2 separate regions of the Pan troglodytes genome follow, and region 1 is linked to region 2. The links are chromatin contacts, called in public HiChIP or PLAC-seq maps. All regions are on one chromosome and are shown on one strand. Each heading gives the region's core, a stretch centred on a gene start, on an enhancer-like site or on the middle of the called end of the contact. The rest is flanking DNA. Distances are from core to core; before and after follow the strand shown. Region 1 holds the start of MTRFR (mitochondrial translation release factor in rescue). Region 2 holds the start of HIP1R (huntingtin interacting protein 1 related).

Region 1 (6,799 bases), core at 4,124-6,623, 390 kb after region 2:
TATTCCAGAGGATTATTTCCCCCAACTTTAACAACAGCCCTTCATTGTGCAGTGGGGATTCTTTCTCCACTGCCCCAAATGACAGTCAAATCTTGTTCACTGGACACCCTTAATTTGGTACGATAAGCTGATGCTTATCTCTGCACTATCTCTGCATAAAAGTTGTGCCAAGCAAATCAGCAGCAAACATTCAGGACTTATTTAGCCTACTCAGTGTGTAAAACCGCACTGATTTTTTCCAGGAGTACTGCTTTTCCAAACTTCAGGTAAGTTATTTTGGATTTGTTTTATAAACACACAATATATTTCAGGACATTAAAATGTACTTAAAATCTAGTCACCAAAAGATCATTTTAATTTATTTACTGCTTGATATCCTGCTTTCTTTCACAAATAATTTGTTTAAAAAAATAAATAAAAATAACAATAAAATAATAGTTAGGACCAGTGAAAATATTCAAAGGAGGCCAGGCACAGTGGCTCACGCCTGTAATCCCAGCACTTTGGGAGGCCAAGGCGGGCGGATCACCAGGTCAGGAGATCAAGACTGTCCTGGCCAACATGGTGAAACCCCATCTCTACTAAAATACAAAAAATTAGCCGGGTGTGGTAGTGCGTGCCTGTAGTCCCAGCCAATCAGGAGGCTGAGGCAGGGGAATCCCTTGAACCCAGGACACGGAGATCGCAATGAGCTGAGATGGCACCACTGCACCCCAGCCTAGTGACAGAGCAAGACTCCGTCAAAAAAAAAATTCAAAGGAAAGAATATATGTTATCAGTAAAGGATTTTACATAGCTGTAATAATCAAGTTTAAATGTGGCCAATTTAACTGCCAGTCACAATGAAAAGGGAGACAAGTTTAATTGCCTAATTTTCACTAGCAAGGCACAGTTAGCTTCCTCCAGCCAAATCAAACACTGTTCTAACAGGAATATCTTCTAGAAGTGTACTTTAAACGGACCACCAAGTAATACAAGAACCAAAATGCGTGGCCAACTTTCCGCAAGTGCATACAGATTACTGTAGGACCATTTCCTGTGCCTTTTAAAATTTCCTTTTCTCGTTTTATTTCACATATTCCTTTGTTTTTTAAAACTCCCCACCCCCATTGTTTTATATACCCATGTAAGCTGCCTTAAATTCCTCCTGAAAAGGGCAGAGAATTAACAACTTTTAAAGTAATGTATTTATTTATAATACACAATTTCTTCAAGACCTACTGTGTTTAAAGCTCCTTGCCCCTTTACCAGTAAGGCCCCAAAACCGCTGTTTTCCTTTCTTGTACCCGCTCTTTATAGATGCTCTCCTCTCTTACAGTCCTTGCCTCTTTGCTGTTTCTACGCTACTATAAATTTAGAAACCCAATAACCAAGCTTGTCAGACTATGTGCAAATTGAAAGTAAACAGGCTCTGATGAAAAACAAACCATGATCTGTGTTAAGACCATTAAAAAATAAAAACAAACCAATCACAGGATAGCTTAAAAATAAAATGCATTTTAAAAAATTAATAAAATGCATAAAACACACTTTGATAACATCTATTCAGTCCACTATTTTGTCTACTTAGAGTCTGTTTTTGTCTTAACTTCCTAATACTCAACTTTAACTGCTACTTCCCACATTGGTGAAGTATTTCTGCAACATAAAACATCAATTGTCCCAATCATTTAAAAATGTAGAAATAATATTTAGGCAACTAAATGTTAAAGATATGCTTGTAATTTACCAAAAACAAACAAAAAAAATGTAAAGGAAAGTAAAACAAGCAAAACAAGTTCTTTTTCAGAATGCTTTCCATGCAAAAGTACATATCTCTGAGAGAAATGAGAAACGTGAAAAGACCAAACCTATTTCTGACTTAAACATCTGTCCCCGAACATTTTTTTTTTTTTTTTTTTTTTTTGAGACAGAGTGTCGCTCTGTCGCCCAGGCTGGAGTGCAGTGGCGCAATCTTGGCTCATTGCAACCTCTGCCTCCCAGGTTCCAGCAATTCTCCTGCCTCAGCCTCCTGAGTAGCTGGGACTACAGGCGCGTGCCACCGCACCTGGCTAATTTTTGTATTTTTAGTAGAGACGAGGCTTCACCATGTTAGCCAGGCTGGTCTCCAACTCCTGGCCTCAGGTGATCCACCCGCCTCAGCCTACCAAGGTGCTGGGATTACAGGCATGAGCCACCGCGCCCAGCCTCCCTGAACATTCTTGATGATAGGTTAAAAAATAATAATAATAATAATTCAAATCAGTAACTATGACACTATTTGGATAAGTTGATAAACGTATGCAAATAAGGTTATTCTGATTTGGTACATTTTTTTAAATCCCATTCTTACCTATCAGTATTTAAGTTCAGTCCAAGAGAATGAAGAGAATTTTCATCAGATCCTACAGAAGATGAAGTTTTGTGTAAGGTTTTCACCAAGTCAAACTCTTCCATAGTGTACAGAAATTGTTATATTCTCTTATTGGAAAATAAAGGTTCTTGGGCTGTTTGAGGAAAGTGAATCCGTGTCATCTTCAGAGGCTTCATCATCTACTGGCATTTTCAGTGGCTAACATTCAGAACTGTGAAATATCCTAAACTTCCAAGAGAGTCTGAAAATGAATGAGGGAAAAAAATACTACTATAAAAAGCCACTAAAGCTAGCAACTGTTTTTACATAACTTTGGAAACCTTAACTGCTTTCATACAGATCTCCATTAAGGATAGCAACAGTATTCATAATAATCAAAATGTAGAAACCACCCAAATGTCCATCAATGGATAAATGGATAAACGAATGAAGCATATCCATAGAACAGGATAGGATTCAGCCATAAAAAGACACATGCTACAACATACATGAACACTGAAGATACTATGCTAAGTAAAAAAAGCCAGTCACAAAAGACCACAGACTATATGATTTCATTGATATGAAATATCTTGAATGGGCAAATTCATAGACAAATGGCTGCCAGGAGCTGGGGAAGGAGAGAATGTGAGTGAGTGCAGCTGGTATGGAGTTTCTTTTTGGGGTGATAAAAAATTCTGGAATTAGATAGTGGTGATGGCTGCACAACCTTGTGAACTAAAAACCACTGAATTGTACACTTGTAAAAGACTGAATTTTATGGTATGTGAATTATGTATCTCAATTAAAAATCTACATTAAGGATTATTTGCAAAAGTAGCATCACCTTTTTCAGGTAATATTTCAGATTTTGATATGTTTAATAATCAAGGTTCTTTTTTTTAGAGACAGCATCTTGCTATGTTGCCCAGGCTGGTCTACAACTCCTGGCCTCAAGTGCTCAGCCTCCCGAGCAGCTGGGATTATAGCGCAAACCATTTTGCCAGGCTTTACAATGAAAGTTCTAGATATAATTCTATTATGTAACAATTGGAATACTTGCATGCCTTGTTCATTTGTTTAATAAATTCTACCAAGTATATATGTTTGTTGACTTATACAGAGACAAGAAGAACTGAACTACTTAATATTTAATTTGTATTAAAAAGAGCCAATTAAACTGTTAACAACCATAGCTTCCCCATTGTCTGGAAGTACATTTTGAACTATATATATGGTCTTTTGTCTCTGTGCAGCTATTCTTAGAAAATAAACCACTGGGCACACTGGAGCCTGCCTGCAGCTACTGGGAGCATGTCCCAGCTACCCTGGAGGCTGAGGTGGGAGGATCACTTCAGCCCAGGAGTTCAAGACTGCAGTGAGCTATGATCCTGCCACTGCACTCCAGCTTGGGCAACAGACCAAGACCCCATCTCTTAAAAAATAAAAATAAAAACAAAAAAATTATTTGCCAGGCCAACTAAAATTTCAGTGAAGCTGGGTATATACCATGGCAAATTGGCTGTAACAGGTCAAACAAGATGCCTCCTTCCTGGGGAATTCATGCATTTATAAAAGAGCAAGGGAGCAAGAGGAAAAAGGAGAAAAAAAGAAAACTTCAGCTGCTTACAAACTGAAAAGCTTAGAGAGTGCAACAGGAATATTGTCTAGTATTCCGCTTCTGCTAGATTCCCACTTTCTAGGGCCTGCTTTTATAAAGCATTACACAAAAACAGGGACCATTTCCTTCAGGGACAGGAGTGAATGCGAAGGGTAACCGGACCTAACTAAATGGACTTTTCCCCAGTGGCTCAGCCCATCACCCACGACAAATGGGGCATTGAAACAGTCAAGGACTGCCCCTTCCAACTGGCAACAGAAATACCTGGATTCCAATCACCATGCTATTAACACCAGGAAAACACAAGCTCTCCAGGGAGATGAACCTGCAACCCCATCTATTATTTCCCCTGCTAAGGTAATCCGGATCCGGATGCAGATCCAGATGGAAAACCACTAGAAATTCAAGGATGCTTCTCCATTGGGGTGGAGGTGCTGGGGGGAGGGCAGGGAAGTAAGAGGGAAAAATCCTTAAACACCCACAAATACAATGCAAAAAAAATTTTTTTTAACTTGATACAGAATGAATATAAGAGCAGAGCTTTTATATTTCCCAGCAACAAGATATGACGCTTTTGGTGTCCCTACCCCCTAGCAAAAAAAGGGAGCTGGGGAAAAGGAACGATTGATGGTTATGAAACATGAAAGTTAACTGGGCGCTCCGCCTTGACGGGAGGCTTGGGGGAGAGGAAGAGATTTCAGATGGGGATGAGGCCAGATCCCGACATTCTGAGCTCACAGTCAGCCCGCAATGGCTGGTGGCGGCTATCGGGTCAAAGTGGGAAGGAGAGGGAGAATCTATGCAGTCGCCTAAGCTACGGAAAGCAGGGAGGACGGAGAAAAGCCACCGCTCCTGCAACTACAACCGCGATTCCAAAAGGACACCGGGGCACCTTGGCAAAAAATGGGGGGAAAAATTTTAAAAAACCCCACAAACCCCCCGCCCCTCAGGAAGAGCGATCTGCGATTGGGCCGCGCGAGTGTCACTCAAGGGCGCCGAGTCTAGAAAAGGCGCACCGCGGCCGGGCAGAGCTCCCACACGCCGAAGGGCTCCGAGGGGGTCAGGCCAATCGGCAGCCGTCACCCCACACCCCAGCCCATCACCACACTCAAGGGGCCGCTAAGACAGTGTCTCCTAAGTCTCGTCCCCTGTCCCCAGCGGCCTACAGCTCCCTGCAGGATGGTGGCCGCTTACCTGGCCGCCGCTCCCGCTGCCGATGTCACGGTCAGGCAAGCGGCCTCTCGCGACCGTTACCCGAGGGAGCGCGCCCGCGCCCAGCGTCTCTCCAGTGATTGGCTGCCCGGAAGGAGGCGGAGACAGCCGAGCATGGCGCGCGCGTCCACCTCGCCGTTCCCCCTCGCGCAGCTCCAACCAAAGAGAGATATCCAACCCCGGGGGAGTGACAAGGGGGCGGGATTGCTGTGAAACTCTCTTCTCTGATTGGCTCTCTGGGAGCCAGCCGCTGCCACGAGGGAAAGAAGCTTCAGTTTCTCGCATGCGCAGTGAGTAAACATGCGCCTCTGGTAGATAAGAGAAACCGCGATCAGAGTACGGCGCGTGCGCAGATCAGGGATCGCGATTGCGAATCCTCCGCTGAGGTGATTTGGATATCCCTAGAACGTTGAGGGCAGGAGTCGGGTCCTGAGACCAGGTAAGCATCTGCGGAGAAGCCAGGTAACCCTACGACTGCCGACGACTGTCAAAGGCTCCGGAGAGAGGACTGCGAGCCGGGACGCCTGGGTTTTTCCCGACTTGCGACCCCGAGTGGCGCAGCCAGTTTACCTGAGGCCGCGCTGGCGGTGGGGTGGGGCCGGCCGTGACACCCGAGCTCAGTTTTCTCGGGACCTGGTTTACGCTAGGTGCTGTGGGTCGGCTCTGGGGCTGTTCAGGCACTCAGGGCAGGGGAGAGGAGAGACTACCGTCCTGGAGATAACGGTTCCACGGAGGCCCAAGGCGAAACGGAAGGATCCTCATGTACAAAACTGAGCGGAATGGAGCTGTGAGCACGCATCAGGTGCTGTTTCAGGCCTGGCACGTAGTAGGGGTCAGCACTGCCCTTGCTAGGCTTTTGCGGAGATACTCATTTTTTTTTAATAGACGTGGGGTGGTCGGGTCTCACTGTGTTGCCCAAGCTGATCTCGAACTCCTGGCCTCAAGCGATCCTCCTTCCTCGGCCTCCCAAAGTGCTGGGATCACAGGCGCAAGCCACCCAGCCCTACTTTTGAAGGACCAAAGGGAACCCGCTCTCCTCCCCGTGGGACCCCAGCCCATTTCATGCGCACTGTGCAGGCCACATTCTTCAGCATAGTTAACCTTTAAGGTCTTTCCAGCTCCTCGATTTCCCTCCAGGAGTTCTGGCTCACAGTAAAGGGACTTCCCTGGCACTATCACTTAGGCCTCCACGACCCAGGAAATGGATCTGCCCTTGGAATAACAGATCTGCCAGGAGGCGTTACATCTCATTGGAGCTTCCTAAGTATACCTGCCAATTTTTTTTTTTACTTTTTTTATTTTTGTGGGGGGAGGGGGGTAGGGGGGACAGGGTCTCTCTCTGTCACCCAGGCTGGAGGGCAGTGGCGCGATCTCGGCTCACTTTAACCTCTGCCTCCCGGGTTCAAGTGATTCTTCTGCTTCAGCCTCCCGAGTAGCCGGGAATACCGGTGCCCGCCACCACATCCGGCTAATTTTTTGTATTTTTAGTAGAGACGGGGTTTTGCCATATTGGCCAGGCTGGTCTCGAATTCCTGACCTCAGGTCATCCTCCTGCCTCGGCCACCCAAAGTGCTGGGATTACAGGCATGAGCCACCACGCCTGGCAATTTTCAAAGGGTAAATTTGATGTTATC
Region 2 (6,599 bases), core at 1,138-3,637:
CCCAAGGTAGTATAGTACTGAAAGTCACAGACCACAAAATGTAGTCCAAATGGCATGGGTGTTGAGAGCACTGGCTTTGAAATCAGGCACATCTGGGTCTGGATCCCGAATGCAGAGTTTACCAGTTGTGTGAACCTGGGCTAAACTCTCTGAACCTGAGCTTGTTTGTTGCTCTGTAAAAAAAATACCATCAAGAGGCCAGGTGCAGTGGCTTCGGCCTGTAATCCCAGTACTTTCAAGGTGGGCGAATTCACTTGAGCCCAGGAATTTGAGACCAGCCTGGACAACTTAGCAAGACTCTGTCTCTACAAAAAAATTTTAAAAATTAGCTGGGCATGGCCGGGCGCAGTGGCTCACGCCTGTAATCCCAGGACTTTGGGAAGCCGAGGTGGGTAGATCACGAGGTCAAGAGATCGAGACCATCCTGGCCAACATGGTGAAACTCTGTCTCTACTAAAAATACAAAAATTAGCTGGGCGTGGTGGCGGGCACCTGTAGTCCCAGCTACTTGGGAGGCTGAGGCAGGAGAATTGCTTGAACCCGGGAGGCAGAGGTTGCAGTGAGCCGAGATCGTGCCACTGCACTCCAGCCTGGTGGCAGAGTGAGACTCCATCTCAAAAAAAAAAAAATTAGCTGGGCATGATAGTGCATCCCTCCAGTTCCAGCTACTTAGGAGGCTGAGGTGGGAGGATCACTTGAGCCCAGGAGGCAGAAATTGCAGTGAGCTATGATTATGCCACTGCATTCCGGCCTGGGTAACGAAGCCAGACCCTGTCTTAAAAAAAATAAATTAATTAAAATAAAGTTGTTGATGCTTTATTTTTTATTTATTTATTTTGAGAGAAGGTTTCACTCTGTTGTCTAGGCTGGAGTGCAGTGGCATGATCTCAGCTTACTGCAACCTCTGCCTTGCAGGCCTAAGTGATCCTCCCACCTCAGCCTCCTGAGTAGCTGGGACTACAGGCACACCATCACAGCAGCTAAGTTTTTCGTATTTTTTGGTAGAGATGGGGTTTCACCATGTTGCCCAGGATGGTCTCGAACTCCTGAGCTCAAGTGATCCACCTGCCTCAGCCTCCCAAAGTGCTCGGAATACAGGCGTGAGCCACTGTGCCGAGCCTCATCAACAACTTTAAAGAAGAATGAGTGAGATACTGTTTAACAGATGCTGAGCCTGGTGCCCGGCACAGTAATAGGCTCTGTGATTATTTAAAAAGCCAGTTGCTAATGGGAAGTCACTATGGCAGATGTGCTAGACCTAGAGGGGCTGTTGCCTGGTTGAAAAGGGATGCTGTATATGCGTGAAGGGTCACAGGAGAACCACTTTTGTTCCGTGTGGAAAAAGGAGTGTGAGAAACAGCTGGAGTACCGCGAAAAGCCCCTTTACTGTGGTCTTTATTAGAGCACAGCTATCAACTAAGTTGACTAAGTTACATATGAAGGGTTTAGCCCAGTGCCTGCCAAATAATAAGCATTCAATACATATCAGCTATTGTGATTCTACCGTTATTCTGATAAAGAAGCTTTTTAGTGATTGGAATTAGAGAAAACAGGATTAATTTCTCCTTTTGGTGGAGTGACAGGAGAGTCTTGGCAAATGTTATCTTTTGGGGTCAGCTCTAGCTCTTGGGCTGGAGGGTGAGGAATCAGTTAAAGAAAAGGGTCCCTGGCGGAGTGCGGTGGCTCACGCCTGTAATCCCAACACTTTGGGAGGCCGAGGCGGGCGGATCACCTGAGGTCGGGAGTTCGAGACCAGCCTGACCAACACGGAGAAACTCTGTCTCTACTAAAAATACAAAATTAGCCAGGCGCGGTGGCACATGCCTGTAATTCCAGCTATTTGGGAGGCTGAGGCAGGAGAATTGCTTGAACCCAGGAGGCGGAGGTTGTGGTGAGGTGAGATCGTGCCATTGCACTCCAGCCTAGGCAACAAGAGTGAAGCTCGGTTAAAAAAAAAGAAAAGAAAGAAAGAGAAGAAAAGAAAAGAAAGAAAGAAAGAGAAAGAAAGAAGAGAGAGAAAGAGACAAAAGAAAGAAAAGAAGGAGGAAGGAAAGGGAAAGGGAAAGGAAAGGAAAGGAAAGGGTCCCTGACCTCAGACAGGTTACAGTCTCACTAGGGAGACAAGGGTCAGGATTACGTGGGCGTCATTTTCCTCCTTACAGGCAGGCGGTGCCTCTCCCTTCAAAAGCAAGGGACCTTTATGCATGATTCCACATCTGCATTCCGATAGGAAAGGGAAACAGCAGAAACACAATACCCATCTGAGAGCTACGCTTAGAGAGGACTCTGGGCTTTTATTTATTTTTTTACTTCAGTCTTGTGACCAGTAATTTTAAGGGAAAGCCAATAATAATGTTTTTAAAAAGCCTCACGCCACCCCTGGCGGCATCTCCTCGGTGTACTTTGCTGTTCAGATCCGCCTGCCTTCTGTGCCAGCCTAATACCGCCCGGCCTCAGCCCCCATTGTCCCTGGCGCTGGCGAGGTGTCCGGTTGCGGAGCCGGCTGCGTCTCTGGAAATGCATCCTGCATCCCCGCATGGATAACAGCTGCAGCTATGTCAGAATTGCACAAAGAGGGGAGAGTGTCATTGTGTGCCTTTTGACACATACGTTAAGACCAAAAAGGAAAAAAAGCGTCTATCTGTGCTGCCACCGACCAGACTCATGGAGGCCAGATTTTCTCCAATTAACCAGATCTTGCCCTGGTGCAGACAAGACTTAGTGAGTTCGGGGGAGGGGTGGGGAGAGGGAATTGGCTGGGGTCCCTACCCTGGGTGGAAGGAGGGAGGGGTTCCCCCTCCCCCTTCCCCTCCCCTCCCCTCCGGGTTTAGGGAGGGGATTAGAGGTGGGGAGGAGCTGGGGGGGCGTTTGGTCTGTGCCCCAACCTTGCGAGTGAGGTGGGGGTTGGAGGTGTGCGGGGGGCGGGGCGTGTGCCGGGGTCGCCGCGGGATGGGGGGTTGGGGATGTGCGGGGAGAGGCGCGTGTCCCGAGATCGCGGGGGGCGGGGTTGGAGGTGTGCGGGGGAGGGGCGTGCCCTGGAGTTGGGGGCGGGGCGAGGCGGGCTCCTCCCCGGCGGGCGGGCCCGGGCGCGGCGCGGTGGCCTCGCGGTGCCTAGGCTGGGGCTGCCGGACCGTGAGGCTGTGAGTCGCGCGGACGGAGCCGGACAAAAGCGGGCGGCGGCGGCAGGATGAACAGCATCAAGAACGTGCCGGCGCGGGTGCTGAGCCGCAGGCCGGGCCACAGCCTGGAGGCCGAGCGCGAGCAGTTCGACAAGACCCAGGCGAGCGGGCGGCGGGCGGCGGGCGGCGGGCGGCGGGCGGCGGCGGGCGGGCAAGCGGCGTCCCTGACCCCTCACGCGCGAACGGCTGGGGCCCGGGAGGCGCCGGCCAGGGGCGGGGGACGGCGCGGGGGCAGGGCCTGTGTCCGCCCGGGCTCTCCGAGAGCTCCGCTGCCGCCCCCCGCCGGCCTCCGCGGCCCGAGCCGACCGGCGCGCAGGTGAACCGGAAGCCGCGCTCCCCGCTCCCGCCGGGCGCTCGGGCCCAGAGGCGCCGGGGCTGAGGGGGCCGGGGTCAGGGTGTGCGCGGGCCGGGAGCGCCGGAGCTGAGGCGGCGGGGGACGGAGATGGGGCCGGGGTTGGGTGTGCGCGAGCCCAGCGCGCCGGGGATCGAGGGGGCTGGGGATCCAGGTGCTCCCGGGGCCGGCGCGGCCCGACTGGGGTCCCCGACCTTCCGTGCCGCTCCTTGCCGGCTCCTGCCCCTGTCTCCTACCCCCTGAAACCGATGCCCCCACGGGCAATTTCCTTAAAGGAAATTCCTTAAACTCCCAGCTTCCTTCTCTCGTGAGCGGTTTCCCAGGGCTGCACAGTCTCCTATTATTTGCTGGGTGAAAAGCTTCTCGTATGTCGCCAGACTTGTTTGCCCGAGCGCTGCCCACGTATAAATAGGTGCACACCCCCTCATTAAATACCGGCGCCCGACAGACAGAAACTTCCTGGGGCTCCCTTCCTGCGCCTCCCACGCTTGTAACTCTTCCAGATGATGCCTATCCTGGGAAGGCGTTAGAAATGAAATAAGGGCGCGGGTGTGCGTTTTGTACTTGTGTTTGTGCCGGGGACCCACGATGCAGACGTTGCTGCGTTTCTGGTTTCCTGTTGCTTTTTATTTTACAAACTCTTGAAGTGCTCTCAGGCTTGGGGGATGGGCGGTGGAGGGGGGCATACTTGTTTATTTGCCAAAATAAGTCAACCAAGACTGAAATGGCTGAAAAATTTTACTCTAGAGGTAAAGGAAGCCAGAGGACCCCTCCCACTCCTGTCTAAAGCAGGTTGGTGACATTTGCGTTTGTGGCGGCTATTTGCAAGTTCCGTCCCACTTGTCCTTGCAGAGAGCTATGACTTCTGCGGTTGCCTTCACACCTAGTTAGCACACGCACTCTACAACAGCTTTCGTTTTGAAATGAGAGAGAACGCAGGGAGACCTTCTAACCTTTGTGCTTGGGATTGACCCAGAAAGCGATAATAAATCCTGAGGATATCAAGGCTTTAGAAATGCCAAGTGCTGGAACCCAGGTGGCTGCAAATTACCAATTTATCCTTGTGATCTTCATCACCATCAACTGGTTCAGCCCGGATAGCCCGTCATTTTAAAAAAATTTAAAGTCACCAATACATAATTAATTGTGCCAGGAACTTGTAGATCATAGGGAGAAAACCTGAATTGGCAGACAGATCTGGATGTTGTCAGAAACTTTGTTTATTCACTGAGTTTTTTCTCGTGCCTTTGAGGAGGTATAAAGAGGTCTGATTGCTACATGGAGGAGATGGGATGTGAAGGACCAACTTCATTGATCTTACTCTTAAATGATAAGAAGTCAAGGGCAACCTTCCTGAGTGTCAAAGAGAGAATCTCTGATACAGGAGCACACATTTTAGTGGTTGGTTTGATACACAAGAAGGTGGATTTTTTTTTTTTTTTTTTTTTTAAAGACAGAGTCTCTCTCGTTGCCCAGGCTGGAGTGCAATGGCATGATCTCAGCTCGCTGCAACCTCCGCCTCCCGGGTTCAAGTGATTCTCCTGCCTCAGCCTCCCAAGTGGCTGGGACTACAAGCGTGCGCCACCACACCTGGCTAATTTTTGTGTTTGCAGTAGAGAAGGTGTTTCACCATGTTGGACAGGCTGGTCTCGAACTCCTGACCTCAGGCGATCCACCCGCCTCACCTCGGCCTCCCGAGGTGTTGGGATTACAGGCGCCTCTCCGAAGGTGGATTATTTTGTTTTGTTTTGCTCTGGTTTTTTCTCAGAGGCTAAGAGGGCCACTAACAATGAATAACTTTGTAATGGGTGAATGTCACAGGTCTTACCTATTCTAGGGCCCCATTTTCTGGAAAGTTGGAGTTTGAGTTCATTGTCTGGGTTTGCTCGTCTTCACAGTGACTTATTGAGGAATGTAAGAATGAGGTTTTGTACGTGGTTAATATTTAATTAGATCGTTCCCAGAAATAATCAGGTGAGCCGCCAGCCAGGTCCCGTGGTGGAAAAGGACCTGGAGAGCTGAGGTTGCTACTTCCATGTCTCCTTCTGGACAGAAAATAGCACATGCAGTCCAGGGACCTGGCTTCCTTTGTAATACGCTGCTTGTCTTGCATTGACCACAGCACTGTGTGCTGTGGCAGGAGCACTAGGCTGGCTTAGAATTTAAATATTCACTAGCCTGCCAGCCTCACTTTCCTCCCCTGGGCTTCTGGGTCAGGAGGAAGATAATTGCTTTCCTGTGAGCTTTTTTGACAGGACACACCCTGTTTGCAAATATCTGTGGGGTTAGCGCTCAGGAGTGTGAAGAGAGGCGATCATGTGCCTGCTGGGAGCTGGTGCCTGTGATTGTTGCATGGTGTGTGTGTATAATCCCAGGGGAATGTCCAGAAAACCAGTGTATGCTTTTCTTCCGTATGACTTTAGTCCCTTTGGTAAAAAAAAAAAAAAAATCCTTTTCAAAATGGAGGTGACAAACTTTTATTGTCTTGTTGCTGTTGTTTTCTGAATACAGAATACTACAAAATACAGCATGCCTGTATTTGGAACCTGAACACTGCCTGTACCATTTAAAAAGAGGGTGTGGTATCATCATAAAGGCACTAGTAGGTAGATAGACCTAGGCTCTAGCCTGTGTCCCTGGCAAGTTGCTTAACTTGTAAATCTATGTCCTTGTCTGAAAAAAAAACCATACAGATCGTTCCAGCTATCGTATAGGGCTGTTGTAAGGTGTAAGAGAGAGACCGTGTGGCAGCTAGAACCTGTGACTACGTTAATGACTTAGTAAGGCGTTGCAGGTGGAATTAGAGTTTTTCATCAGCTGAGATGGTCCTTGAGATGGGGCGATTCTCCTGGGCTACCAGGTGGGCTCAGTGTAATCACAAAGGTCTTTAAATGTGGACAAGGGAGGCAGGAGAGGAGGTCGGACTGAGGCCATGTGAGAAAGACTCACTGCCTGCTGCTGGGGAGGAGCCACTAGCCAAGGAGTATGGGCATCCTCCACAGCCTGGAAAAGGCGAGGAAATGGATTCTTCCCTAGAGCCTCCAGGAGGAAACACAGCCTTTCTGACA

Evidence for each region. HiChIP or PLAC-seq counts read pairs in DNA pulled down with a chosen protein or histone mark.
Region 1: a contact with region 2 is called in an H3K4me3 HiChIP or PLAC-seq map of stem cell-derived excitatory neurons, with 4 times the contacts expected there. The contact joins the promoter of MTRFR here to the promoter of HIP1R in region 2. A contact is called at or near these places in 1 of 7 Hi-C or Micro-C datasets (induced pluripotent stem cells) and 1 of 1 datasets of contacts at active chromatin or transcription factors (stem cell-derived excitatory neurons).

What each region holds. Positions count from the first base shown.
Region 1 is chr10:130,063,291-130,070,089 of NHGRI_mPanTro3-v2.0_pri, forward strand. MTRFR (mitochondrial translation release factor in rescue) reads left to right here and starts at 5,374. Exons shown (of 3, transcript XM_054663796.2): 1 at 5,374-5,455. It overlaps MPHOSPH9 (M-phase phosphoprotein 9), which reads right to left. Exons shown (of 23, transcript XM_063785186.1): 2 at 2,333-2,594.
Region 2 is chr10:129,674,130-129,680,728 of NHGRI_mPanTro3-v2.0_pri, forward strand. It overlaps HIP1R (huntingtin interacting protein 1 related), which reads left to right and starts at 2,388. Exons shown (of 32, transcript XM_054663741.2): 1 at 2,388-2,721. The coding sequence starts at 2,665.